Linked DNA regions of Mus musculus: all the other regions are linked to region 3. The links are chromatin contacts, called in public HiChIP or PLAC-seq and Micro-C maps. All regions are on one chromosome and are shown on one strand. The core of a region is the stretch at or near the end of the contact, and the rest is flanking DNA. Distances in the headings are between cores, read along the strand shown. Region 1 overlaps Atp2b3 (ATPase, Ca++ transporting, plasma membrane 3). Region 2 overlaps Atp2b3 (ATPase, Ca++ transporting, plasma membrane 3). Region 3 holds the start of Dusp9 (dual specificity phosphatase 9).

What was found. A called contact is a pair of places that touch in the nucleus more often than the background predicts. HiChIP or PLAC-seq counts read pairs in DNA pulled down with a chosen protein or histone mark.
Region 1: a contact with region 3 is called in a Micro-C map of muscle stem cells, with 5 times the contacts expected there. The contact joins the enhancer-like site here to the promoter of Dusp9 in region 3. A contact is called at or near these places in 2 of 39 promoter capture datasets (embryonic stem cells and hematopoietic stem and progenitor cells), 3 of 484 Hi-C or Micro-C datasets (bone marrow-derived macrophages, embryonic fibroblasts and muscle stem cells) and 1 of 115 datasets of contacts at active chromatin or transcription factors (embryonic stem cells).
Region 2: a contact with region 3 is called in an H3K27ac HiChIP or PLAC-seq map of trophoblast stem cells, with 27 read pairs. The contact joins the enhancer-like site here to the promoter of Dusp9 in region 3. A contact is called at or near these places in 11 of 39 promoter capture datasets (the HPC-7 cell line, HPC-7-derived erythroid cells, embryonic stem cells and 4 more), 29 of 484 Hi-C or Micro-C datasets (B cells, the C10 cell line, CD4 T cells and 20 more), 13 of 115 datasets of contacts at active chromatin or transcription factors (bone marrow-derived macrophages, embryonic limb bud, embryonic stem cells and 4 more) and 2 of 9 other capture datasets (embryonic stem cells and macrophages).

The regions. Positions count from the first base shown.
Region 1 is chrX:73,524,110-73,528,119 of GRCm38.p6, forward strand. The region is part of intron 2 of Atp2b3 (ATPase, Ca++ transporting, plasma membrane 3); the gene reads left to right. Among named protein-coding and RNA genes, the nearest start is that of Atp2b3, 23 kb to the left of the region's middle. Within about 2 kb of position 2,457, at least 17 of the 459 cell types and tissues checked have an H3K27ac peak or open chromatin away from gene starts, as enhancers often do. A contact at or near this core is called in muscle stem cells, where this site is marked.
Region 2 is chrX:73,571,594-73,575,897 of GRCm38.p6, forward strand. It overlaps Atp2b3 (ATPase, Ca++ transporting, plasma membrane 3), which reads left to right. Exons shown (of 21, transcript NM_177236.4): 21 at 1-1,677. Among named protein-coding and RNA genes, the nearest start is that of Gm52443, 9.0 kb to the right of the region's middle. Within about 2 kb of position 2,803, at least 17 of the 459 cell types and tissues checked have an H3K27ac peak or open chromatin away from gene starts, as enhancers often do. A contact at or near this core is called in bone marrow-derived macrophages and trophoblast stem cells, where this site is marked.
Region 3 is chrX:73,637,494-73,641,531 of GRCm38.p6, forward strand. It overlaps Dusp9 (dual specificity phosphatase 9), which reads left to right and starts at 1,948. Exons shown (of 4, transcript NM_029352.3): 1 at 1,948-2,148; 2 at 2,700-3,311; 3 at 3,854-4,038. The coding sequence starts at 2,735.

The sequences.
Region 1 (4,010 bases), core at 1,207-3,706, 110 kb before region 3:
ACGCACACACACACGAACATACACGAACATAAGTGACAGCAATAACAGGCTGTCCCAGAGAGATATGAGCCTGAGTCAGTGCAGGTCTCACACCAGTGAGCCTCTGCATGAAACATGGTGAGAGTACTCTAGAATATCCAGAGTGGAAGTCTGACTGCCATCTTGAGTCCTTAACTCCCTGGTGCTGGGGTTTTCTGTGGTGAGACTAGGGTCCTCAAAGAGCTAACTCTAGCCTCAGATTTCAGGAACTGGAATCCTTTCAAGCCCATCTGACACTAGCTTGGCAGGGTTACTGGACCTAACCCATCCTGGTGCCAGGTTTGCTTCTCAGCCAATGCTGATTGATTTTATCAGCTGCACATTTAGTTGTGACACTTTGGTGCACTCAGTCCTGCAAGTCCTGGCTGCCACCACCTGTATTCCTCCTGTTCCCTGGATCCCCTGTCCTACCCAACCCAGAGCCTCTAGGGCGGGCACACACCAGATGCTCTTACTCTAGTCTTGCCCCGAGTGGATTGAAGAAAGCATCATCTGTCCATAGGCAGTAGTGCATGGGCCCAAGGGAGCATTAGAGAGAGGGGAAGGCAAGCCCATGGGCCAGGTTAAGAACTCAAGGTATGATGGTCTCCCTGGGCCATCTGAGTCTTCCTGAACTAAGCTGTAGAACTGCTACACCCATGGACAACCTACTCAGCCTGCCTACCACACATGCCCTCGAACACACGCATGCACGCACGCACACACTCACCAGCCTGAAGCAGCATTCTGTCAGGGCAGATGGCTGGGCTCCATGCCAAAGGATCTCTTTCCTTCCTTCTCCTTGCCCCCCCCCCCCCCGAGGACTTAGGGCCTCTGAGAAGGCTGGGGTAGAGGGCTATTTAGATGCAAGGGCTCTGGCCTCTCCCAGATCAAAGGAAACAGATGGGCTTCAGCTGGCAGCTCTTCCCTCTGCCTGTCAGGCCTTGTTAAATATTTAAAATGTCAAGGCCCCTGGGAACCTGCCCGATTCTGCCACAGAGCTCCAGTGCTCATCTGGTGCCTCTAAATGGGGTGGGTATAGAGAAGAGCAGGTGCCCAGGTGGGTGGTTCAGCCCCGAACAAGCCTCTGAGACCCTAAGTCCCTATGGCAGCTTAAGGACCAGCCCTTTCCCCCCCCCCCCAGGCTCCTTGGGCCCAGCTGTGTGAGGCAAGGAGCAGGTGACTCTCACTCCTCCATTTCCTTGGCTCAGCAAACCTTGAGCAGGCAGGCTCCTCAGCAGGCCTTCTTAGAGGGAGGGCTTAACTGTACTCCAGGCCCCATGCCAATCCCCTGGAGCCCAGAAGGGGCTTGACAGAAGACAAGGGAGCCATGTTGGTAGAGGGGACTTTGGCAGTTATTGCACTAATCCACTAATCTCTTAGCCTCTGTAGCGATTCAGAGGATTCCAGAACCCATGCTGAAGAAGGACCTACCTGCTGCTCAAGAACCTTGGGGTAGGCTGGTAAGGGGGCTCAGTGCCATGCCCCTGTCTTGCCTGTTCTCCGCAGGCAGTCCAAAGGAGAGAGCAGATTAGCCGAGAGCCAACACAATGTGGTCCTAATCCAATTCTGATGGCATCTGGCCTCTGCTCTAGGCAAGCAGCCCCTGTGTGTCCGTGCCAAACATCCACCCTCTGTCCCCATATCTTGGACCTGCTAGGAGGGCATGTGCTTGGAACGAGAAGGGCCACAGCTAGCTGCTTTCTCTACTACACACGAAACATGGCAGTGTGGCACCTGTTAGGACCCCCAATCCCACAGAAAGGCCCGAACTTCAGGGTCAATCTGAAGGCAGCTGCCAGTGTCAGGCAAAGGAGATAGTGAAGCATTACTGCGGTGGGAAGGCCGATCCAAGGCCAAGGGCAAGGCAGAGGAGGGGAAGGGAGTGAGTTCCTGGGGAAAAGAGCCTAAGGGCCTTACTGGCCTTGGGGACAATCTGGGCATGTGAAGTAGGATAGTCAGGAAGCAGAGTCACATGGTGCCATGGGAATCATGGGCTTTCTAGAAGTTAGAATGGGTCACTTCCCCTCTCTGGGGGCTCCAGGCCAAGGGCAGTGTAAACCCCAAGTGTCTAGGAGCTCAGAGTTCTGGTACATCCCTTGTAATGTTGCACCTCTCATAGCTCCTTTAGTTGAAGGAGAAAAGGCTTAATCTGGAGGAAAGGTTGCCCCACCCCCAGCTTGGTCCTTGTCCCCACCACTGCTACCACAGAGACTGAAGCCTCCAAGACATCCTACTGGGGAAGCTCTGGGACTTCAGAAAGAGGCCTTTGGCCCCAGCAGAAATCTGAGCTGCCAGCCCAGGCCAGGCTCAATGAGGCCAGGGAGAGAACGGCAGGAACAGCTGCAGCCCTTCTGGGTGGGAAGGACACTGTGTGGCTAGATGGTGTGAACGTGCCAAGGCTGTGCTGGTTGTGACTTTTGCTCTTCTCAGTTCTCAGTTCTTCCACTTCATTCAAGCTCCACCCTGATCCTCTGCAGAAGGCCCGCTGCCAGCACTTCCTTATTGGTGATTGGTCTGGGACTGAGTCTTATAAGCCTTACTGAACTCAGCCTGCTGTGCATGCCCCATGGATTGGGTGACCCTTTATCTCACCACTCAGCTACTTCAGCAGGTGGTCAAAGCCATGCCAGTGACTACTGATGGGAACTTCAAGCTGCCATCCATTAGGTGTCAGTATGGAGCTGGTCCCTTAGGGGCATAGCACTGGAGTCCTGGGTGAACTTAAGAAGGGACTGGATCAGCCTGTAGGAGTGTAGCATCATCTCCCTTGCCTGAGATCTATGTAGAGGTTCCCTCCAGAGCCCTGAAGCCTAGAGTGAAGGTCCTCTCTGCCTTTGGACCCTGCATTGACTGAAGTGTCTCATGTTAAGACTGAGAGGGCCTGCACTGGAACCTCCTTTTCCTCTCCCCTCCTTGTTCTCAGTATTGACAGTCTCCTTAGCCTCAGCCATCCCCATTTCTCATGCTCAGGGATGACAAGTGACAGAATTGGATGAGAAGGGGTCATTGTGAGACCAAAGGAAACCATGAGGCTCCTGGAGGAGGTTGGCCACTGAATTTTGCAGAGCATCTCTAGGTGTACGTTCATGTGGCCTCCAGATCAAAGCTCATGTTTGGCCCCAGGGCCAAGCTCTGAGAAGGTGTAAAGTATAGGGAATTCGTGTGCCTAGGCACTTCCTAGGCACTGTGGGCACCTGACCTTGGCTTATCCTCTCCTCAATCCTGGCACAATAGCTCAGCCTCTGTGAAACCCTGTTGTCCTTTCCTGGTGCTGGTCCTTTCGATCTCCAGCAGAGTCCCTCTCACCATCCACTGTGGAACAGCCTCCATGCACAACATAGTGGATTGGTTTCTCAGACCACAGCTTGGTATGCAATGCCACAGACTTCTGATTTTGCTTCTTATGGCTGGCTGGCTCCATACTTCCATCTCAATGAGCTTCGAGAGTCTTCCTCATCTCCTCACAAGATAATCTCCTGTGTAGATCACTGGACCTAAGAACTTTCTCTCACACTCATTCTTTCTGCTCCTTTCATGAGAAACTTCTAGAAAGTAGGCCTCCATCCACCTCCAGAAGACTTTGCTCTATCTTTTTCAACAAGCTATGCTTCTGGACACACCCATGTCCCTGGTCCCTGGTTCCCTTGTGCTTTGCTCCTTTTGCAAGTTAGGCTATGTGGCCCTGACTGTCTTTGAACCAAGCAGGCCGTAGAGTAGGGTGGCCAAGGTCCAGGGGCTGCTTCACTTTTAAGGTGCCAGTGTTGCAAACGCTCAGTCCCATCTTGCAGGCCTGTGTGGGGCCTAGTGGCCAGCACTCTGCAAGAGACATAGACTCTAAGTGTTAGCATAAAACTTGGCCAATATTACCTGGACCCCCTAGATTGATGATATCTCCACAAATCCACTGAAGCCACCTAGGTATTGGTTCACCTACTTTCTACCCCAACCCAGGAAGCCTCTAGCTGCTGTCTTATCTATCCTTGGCCATG
Region 2 (4,304 bases), core at 1,553-4,052, 65 kb before region 3:
TCATTTTTGGCTGGCAGCTTTCTGTTTTCATACTCCAAGTTTAAAAACATGATGAACCCTAGGAAGAGCTGTGATGGAGCAGAGACAGATGCTAGGAAAGGACGGTCCAGGTTTATTCCTCTGCACTTGTACTGTGTGCTTTGGCAAAGGGCAGCAAGTCCTCACTGGATGTCCTCATTGTCTGCGAAGGCGTGGGTGTGTCTGCGAGGGCGTGTCTGCAAGGTCGTGGGTGTGTCACCCACCAAAGCATGCTTCCAGCCCAGGTCTTCTTGCCCGCAGGACAAATCCAACCCAGAAGGCATAACTATAGAAACAGAACATTGCCATTGTTCTTTTCTGGCCTCTTCTGGGCCTGTGAGGACTGAGCACGGGGTCAGTCAGCCGGCCTTGGGTCCACCTAGACAGGTAAGACTAGAAAAGCCAGGTCTGGGAATCCTGAGATATTGTCTTCCAGGAGCCTGTCCCAGCAGTGTGGGCACCCATTGTGCCAAGCCTGCTTTCCTAGAAAGAGTGATAGCCTGAGAGAAGGCAGAGGAAAGAGGTCTAATGTCTGCTGCCCCTCCAGGGAAGCCCAGGCTGATGACTCCTTCCTAGTGGAAAGCTGACTCTCCTCTATGCTCCTAGGTCCTGAATCTGGACACCCACTGTAACGGAGGTGAAATAGGTAGCATCCTGCCCTTGAGGTTTCTTCACCTTCTGAACTTATGGATGTCACACTTTTCAGGAAGATGTCTAGAATATCACACTACTCTTAAATATGCCTGTCACTTGAGCTCAAGGTTTGTCTGCCAGGAGACAGGTGTGAATTGAGAGAGAGACAGGAGCTGTGTTTGTCCCACTCCCCCCCCCCCCACTCACACACACCACTAAAAGTTTGTCTCAGCTTTCTGGCATCCACAGAAAGTCAAATGGAAACTTGCTATGTTCCCACTGGTCACACCAATGCCATGTCACCCCTAAGCAGGAGTAGTCACATCTCGGGAAAAAGAATTTTGGTTACCAGAAAACTCCACTTTAAAATGCCAGCTACAGATCACATAAAGCCATCCCTTTTTTCTAAAGGGCATATTGAGAATGTTTCCCATTTGTAAATTGTTCCCTGATGTCCTTGTTTAAACCACCACAGCAAAAGGGCAACTTGGTTTGCTGAGGGTCTTTGTGTTCTTCAATAAGTAATCAAAATGTGGAGTATTGTGACTGAAGCAGGTCAGCTGTGTCCAGCTATGCTCATGGGCTTCTTGTCATCCTCTGTTGTAGACATACACATAGAGCAAATGGCCACTATGTATTAAAAAGCCAACCCCTGATGATGCTGTGTAAAGTTGCCTGATGTCAGTGTCAATTGTGTGATATCCAGGCTGCCTTTATGCTGAGCTATGGGGTTCAGAAAAGGCCCTGGGAACCCGCATCATCTGTTCTGATTCTTGTACAGTCTTCAGGCCGAGAGACCTGTCTCATCGGAAGCTTCTCTTTATAAAGCATTATACTATATGGAATGGCTTGGTCAACTGTGTTCAGTTCATAAATATGTTTTACATTTTTATCTGCCTGTTAAAAATGAACAAAATATCTTAATGAGGAAGACCACAGATGCATAATAAATTAAAATCTGTAGTTGAATTTCCTAATTTAAAGAATAGATCAAAAATTTTGTGTATAAAAAAATGAATGGGTCTGAGTCACATGTGTAATTTATTATTTGGTAATTTCCCATGTGGAACCAAACAAAGGTGTCTGCATGCCATTGAGCCATAGCAGAAGAAGGCACTGGCATGGCCTCCCCTGTGCCTGCTATCCTGATGAATTCTATAGCAAGAAAGGGCACTGACCCTGTGGGCAAGAGATGCTACACCTGTGCTGCCTCCCAGTGATTGGTTCAACCACGTAAAGCCTGCTGAAAATATTCAGGCCACTGTCCTTGTATGGATCAGTGGGAGCATTGTGACAATTCTGTCTTCAGAACTTTTTCAGCTTTTCTAACTTAAACTCCATGCCATTTATCACCAACTTCCCATTTCTCTTCCCCAATCCCCTATTCTATTGTCTGTTGGCAAATCTGGCTGCAACATTATCAAATAAGGTCTCTCCTAGAAGTAGGATGAGAGACGTATTTGTCCTTTTATCACTGGCTCATTTCACTGAGCATCATATCCTGAAAGGTCATCCATGCTCTAGCAGGTGTCAACCTTCAGTTCCTTTTTAAGGCTGGATAATATTCCATTGCTTTCACAGACATGCTGTGTTTAGCCACATAATCACAAATGCGTGCGTTGCTCCCACATTTTAGACATTATGACTAATGCTACTGTGAACCTGGGTACACAAACTGCTCTTTGAGAGTGGTTTTCTTCAGGAAATGATATATACCCAGCCACAAGGTTGCTAGAACTTGTTGTATTGGGCATGTTCATATGCTCTCTCTCTCTCTCTCTCTCTCTCTCTCTCTCTCTCTCTCTCTCTCTCTCTGCATGTATGTGTGTGTGTGCACGCGCGTGCATTTACATCCTCATCACCAAAGTGCCCGATTTCTAATCATTGACTTCCTCTTTGTCCTAAAGCCACAGAAACAAAGCCCAGCATTTCATCCTCACTTACTCTTAGTTCCTCTGTCCTTCCTTCTTCAGATCCCCTTGAATGGCTACGCATAGACATCCAGGTTCTGTAGCACCCTCTTTGGGCCAGGAATAGCTACATAAATAGTTCTGTGGCTGGGCCTTACAAATGACCACCATGGTTACAGCACTCTACACATCCTCCTGACCTTCTCACCATATTTCTATTTTCTTTAAAATGTATTTCTCTTGATGTGGCTATGTGTATGGGCATGCATGTGCAGTGCCTGTGAAGATCAGAAGAGGGCACCAGATCCCCTGGAGCTGGAGTTACTAGCTATTGGAAACCTCACTCAGGGTCCCTGAAGGAGCAGCAAGTTCTAGCAACCACTGAGCCATCTCTCAGGAGGCCATCTTCATGGTATTTCCATTTCTCAGATACACACAGTGTCCTTTTATATTTATTAGTACCAGAAGACAATTTTCCAGGGCAAGAGTCAAAAAGAAGAACCATGGTTCCAAAGATCCCTTAAGTCTCTGCTTCAACAGCAAAAAGGGAAGCAGCACAGCTTGAGTCATAAGACTAAGGAAGTCTAGACAAGACAAATTCGATATCAACACAACTGGCTCCACATGAAGAGATAAGATGCGATGTTGCCCATAAAGCATGAATGTGTCCTTAGTCAAATGGCTGGGAGCATGAGCATGAACACACTACAGCAGCAGAGCCTAGGGAATGGGAGGAAGGTCTGTATGTCTTGGAGCAGTTTTGAAAGACTTCATACTGGGGCCGGAAAAAAAAAAAAAAACAAGAGAAATGTATCCTCTTACAGTTCTAGAGGCTCAAAGTCCAAAACCAAGGCATTAGTGAGGTCAAGCGTCCTCTGAGGGCCCGTGAGGAGAATGTGTTCCAGACCTTTCTTTTGTTTTCTGGTAACATCTAGGTGTTACTGGATTGGTAGACCCTTTACTCTACTTCTGCCTGTCTTCATCTCGCCCCTTCATCTGCCTATGTCTCTTCTCTTACAAGGACAGTGGTTTGTGGATCAGAGCCCACCATAGTGGCCTCACTTAGCTTGATTTCAGGGCAAGGACATGAGTTGAGAAACACAACTCAATGCACCATAGCTAGGAAGAAAGGGGCCAGGCAATTCTCCGGACCTGGTTGTCCTCCTCCTCGTTCCATTGGGTTCATGGGCTAAGTAAGACTAGGCTACTTATCACTAAGCTGTAAGATATGTTCTGCACCACAAGATCCTGGAAGCTTTGGGTTCTAGAATATCTTATCTCAGTCTGTCATTGCTGACCTTTTAAACCTGAATAAAGGAGATGGAAGACTGTCATTTTTTAATCTCCACTAGTCTGTTTACAAAAGCCTTGGCAACAGGAAGAAAAAATCCAAAAGACCCAGATTATAACAATGTCTTTAATTTCATAAGGCCTAGAAATGAGGCCTTTTGCTCACTGTGCCATGGGCCAAATGACAACCAGTGAGCTGACAGGACCAGAGGTCAGCACACAAATAACACCAAGTCAGGCCAGCAAGACTTCTGGGCAATTTGACAGGCACACAGCACATGGGAGGATTCTAAAATAGCAGTCACAGTCAGGTTATCTGGTACAACCAGCTCAATTTACAAAGTAGAAACTGAGTCCCAAGGAGAGGGAAACTGCTGATAACCAGTGGGGAAGGAAATACCAGGTTTCTAGGTGCTGTGCACTGTATGGGGCACTCTCAATGGGAGGGATGCC
Region 3 (4,038 bases), core at 698-3,197:
CCCTGAGGCGAGTGATGAGTGCTTCGCCTGACTCCACCCGCCAAAGTGGGACGGGAAGGGCCCCACGTGCAGCAGCCTTCCCCAAATCCTGTCCGCCTGAGAATCCAGAAGCAGGAGAGGGGCGGGGCCAGAGCTCCAGCAGAGGCTGCGGGGCAGGGGGGGGAGGTGTTAGTAGAGGCAGGCGAGGGGAGGCCTTGGCTGCACCGAACCCTGCAGTGCGGGGGTGGCAACAGGTTCCCATTTGTCCAGTTTGCTGGCACTGCAACGAGGCATGCGTTGGGCACTGAGCACTGACTTTGGAGACGGAGCATCAGTCATCCTCTCCTATCCTATGCTAGAATTGGGGCCTTGCCAGCAGGCGCCTGGGACTAGGTGTAGGGAAAATATTCTTCAGGTGTGGACAGGAGTGGAACGGGTTATTGATGCCTAGGCTCCCCGTACCTTCATGGAGAGGTGCCTCTCTCCCATGCTCATCCTCCAGGGCAGTTCCTATCACTTCCTCTAGAAAGCCTACTCCGGAGAGCACAGCTAGATTTCTGGGAATACCAGTATTTCCCTCTTGTTGGAGATCCTCCCTCCAAGTACACAACCTCCAGGATTGGGAGGGTAAGATACTGTCTCTTCAGCTGTCTGCATCCATGGCCTCATGCCACCACTAACTTGTCCACAACATAATCAAGCCCCAGTCAGCTCTTGCCAACACTTGGCGTTCTCATTTTGAGAACATTCTACTAATGTAGTGACTGGGAAGTATTTCCCTATTTTTTTGAATTGGCTTTCCTTCCATGCCTGAGCTTCAACCTTTCCCCATATATTCTTACCCCATCACATTCCTTCCTTTGGGCAGAGTATGCAGTCCTTGAGTTCCTTACCCATTTATCTACGGGGTCTTAACCCTTTGATTATTTTGTGCGAGCTTTATCTTATCTGTTGTGTGTTTTCCTTTAAAACTGTTATTTGCTTTTCTTGGGCTTTTAGCAGAGAAAGGACACATGGCCAGATGGGGCTTTTTTAGAAGCCTCCCCTGCCTCTCCTTTCATTGTCAGCACTTATCACCCCGATATCTGGTCCAGTGCCTTTGCTTATTGTTAGTGTGTCCTGCTGGACTAGAACACCCAGGCAAGGAGAGCCCTTGTGTGTCTTTCCTGTTCATCACCTGTCCAGTGGGCTGGCTGGAGGCCACCAGCCTTAGTGGACTGAATGGTGCTCTGGAATGGGGCAGGGTGGAGACACGCTGAAGTTTCAAAAACTGGGACAGTGACTTGTATAGTCATGACCACTAGAAAAGCCAGAAGGAGAATGGGGATGGGGACATATTGCAGTAAAACGACTTCTTTCCACGTGGATCCATCCAGGGGCTTATGGGAAAGAGGCTTTGGGGAGGCGCCCCTCTTCACCTGATAAGAGCACAGTGTCTCAGTTTAGAGTTGGGTGCTCGGAATTCTTGTGTACCTTTAGCTAGGCCTGTACAAATGAAGCCCAGATGGAAATAGCACACCCAGGAGCTGCCTTGTGCCTTCAGTTTTTTAGTGGCATCTCACAGTAAAATACATTAGAAGGCTCTGATTGGCCCATTATACAGATGGGGGCCATCTAGTTCCAGGTAGTTCAGCATTATTGAGTTGTTTGAGACAGTTTCTGGTTCTGGGGCTCTGGGCTTTTGTCCCCACCCCTCTTCCTGCTTCCAGGGACCAGACTGGCGCCAAGCAGGGGCAACTGCAACATGTCCCCTGCTGGGCCCCCGACCTGCCCTTGGCCTCTGCCCTGACCCTGTCCCGCCTGGGTGGAAGCCCTAGCTCAGCCTGCGGCTTGCAACTCCCACCAGGCTTTTCCTTAGCCCTGGTTGGCTCTCCTGCTCCCTGAGCCCGCCCCACCGCCCCGCCCCGTCCCGCCCCTTTGAGCTGCTACTTAGTCGGTCCGAAGGCAGAGCCTTCCAAGGTGGAATCTGGATTCTGCTGCCAGGAAGCGGCCGGCGCACGAGTGGCGCGAGGCTTGGCTTCCACGTGCGAGCCTGCTCCACCACCCCGCCCTCTCCGAGCGCCCAAGCCTGGGGGATCCGTCTCCATGAACGATACCTACGCCCTGCCGTGGCACTAGCTGTGGCCAGGACGTCCGGGTGCAGTCGCCTGCCTCTGGATCTCGCTCCAGGTCTCTCCTTTTGTTCTCTCCTGGGGTGGGTAGGAGTGGGGCCGAGTCAGCTCTTACGGGACTCGCCGAGGCCCACAACCTCGGTGACCCTCTTGTTCTCTGGGTCTTCCGGGCTTTAGAGGAGAGCCGGGCCTTGAACCCAACTTCTCCACACATCCAAAATTGAACTTGGGGAGTGATGGAGATCAGAGCAAATGAGAAAGTCAGAAAAGGGGTGTGGAGGGAACTGGTTTTAGTCCTCCTAGCACTTCAGAGACCGGTAGACGCCCAGCTATCTTCTGGGGTATGTCTCACGAAAACTCCATGTAAGCGGGGCAGGGAGCAGCGCCCAAGTGGCGGCAGCCTCGGGTCTTTTTCCAGGGGCGCCTTCCTTGGTGTTCTCACTGTGGGTGGAGCGCGAGGAGAGAAGCAGGCGGTAGAGGAATGTCCCTGCGGGGACACTGAAAGCCTGCCCTCAGGACAGGGGTTGACTTCCCGCCTCAGTAGCCTGATCCACGCTGCAGGAGTAGAGACAAACTTGCCCTCACTCCGCGCCTTGCCTCTCTCCACAGCACCCACTGCCCGACGTGCAGGACGCTGCGCGACCATGGAGAGTCTGAGTCGGTCATGCCTGTGGCTGCGTCAGGAGCTGTCGTCCCCGCGCCCACAGCTTCTGCTGCTGGACTGCCGCAGCCGGGAGCTGTATGAGTCGGCGCGCATCTGCGGGGCGCTGAGCGTGGCCCTGCCCTCGCTGATGCTGCGCCGCCTGCGGAGGGGGAGCATGTCGGTGCGGTCGCTCTTGCCTGGGCCACCACTGCAGCCTCCCCCACCGGCCCCTGTGCTCCTGTACGACCAGGGTAGCAGTGGCCAGTGCCATCGTGAAGCAGCGGAGGCTGAAGCGAAGGCCGAACCTAAGGCTGAAGCGGAGGCCGAACCTAAGGCTGAAGCGGAGGCCGAACCTAAGGCTGAAGCGGAGAACGAAGCGGAGGCTAAAGCGGAGGCCAAAGCGGAGGCCAAAGCGGAGGCTAAAGCGGAGGCCAAAGCGGAGGCCAAAGCGGAGGCCAAAGCGGAGGCTAAAGCGGAGGCCAAAGCGGAGGCCAAAGAAGAGTGGGATGCTGACTCGGTGCTGGGCGTCCTGCTCCAGAAGCTGCGGGAAGAAGGCTACCCAGCATACTACCTACAGGGTAAGTGAGGGTCAGTGGCCTGAGAGAGCACTCTGGAGAGGCCTCAGGTCAGGAGAAAAGATCCTTCTTTCCAAGGGGATTTCATAATTACTTTATCCTTCAGCAAACTCAATCTTATTTTGTCTAAAATATAGGGTAAGCGCCTCCCTCCTGATAACCTGCCCAACAGCTTTTGGGGAGGCAGAGCTGACCGTGACCTTGGGCAAGTCCTTCATCCCTCCAAGCCCATTTATAAGTCTGGATAATGGGGAGAATTGACCTGAAACAACCTGGTTCACAGGATAATGCCCCAAGACTAAGGGCTGCATTGGGCACTTATCAGCCAAAGAAACAGTCACTAATGCTGAGTGAGGGTGGATGGCTGTCTATAGCACAGCACATGTGGTTTAAACAAATCTGCTGGCTTATGCGTTCCCTTTGGCAATATCTGCAACCCCCACCCCGGAGAGCTGTGTGGTGTCAGCTCCCTAGCCCCAGCTAGGGATACTTGGCTGCCCAGAGGCTATATTAACTAGTAAGACCTCGCCCTTCTTTCCTGACAGGTGGCTTCAGCAAGTTCCAGGCCGAGTGTCCTCACCTGTGTGAAACCAGCTTCAGTGGTCGTGCCGGCTCAGGCCTGGGCTCAATGTCTAGCCCAGTGCCTGTGGTGGGGCTAGGTGGCCTGTGCTTGAGCTCTGATTTCTCTGATGCAGAGTCTGAGGCTGACCGTGACACCTTGAGCTGTGGC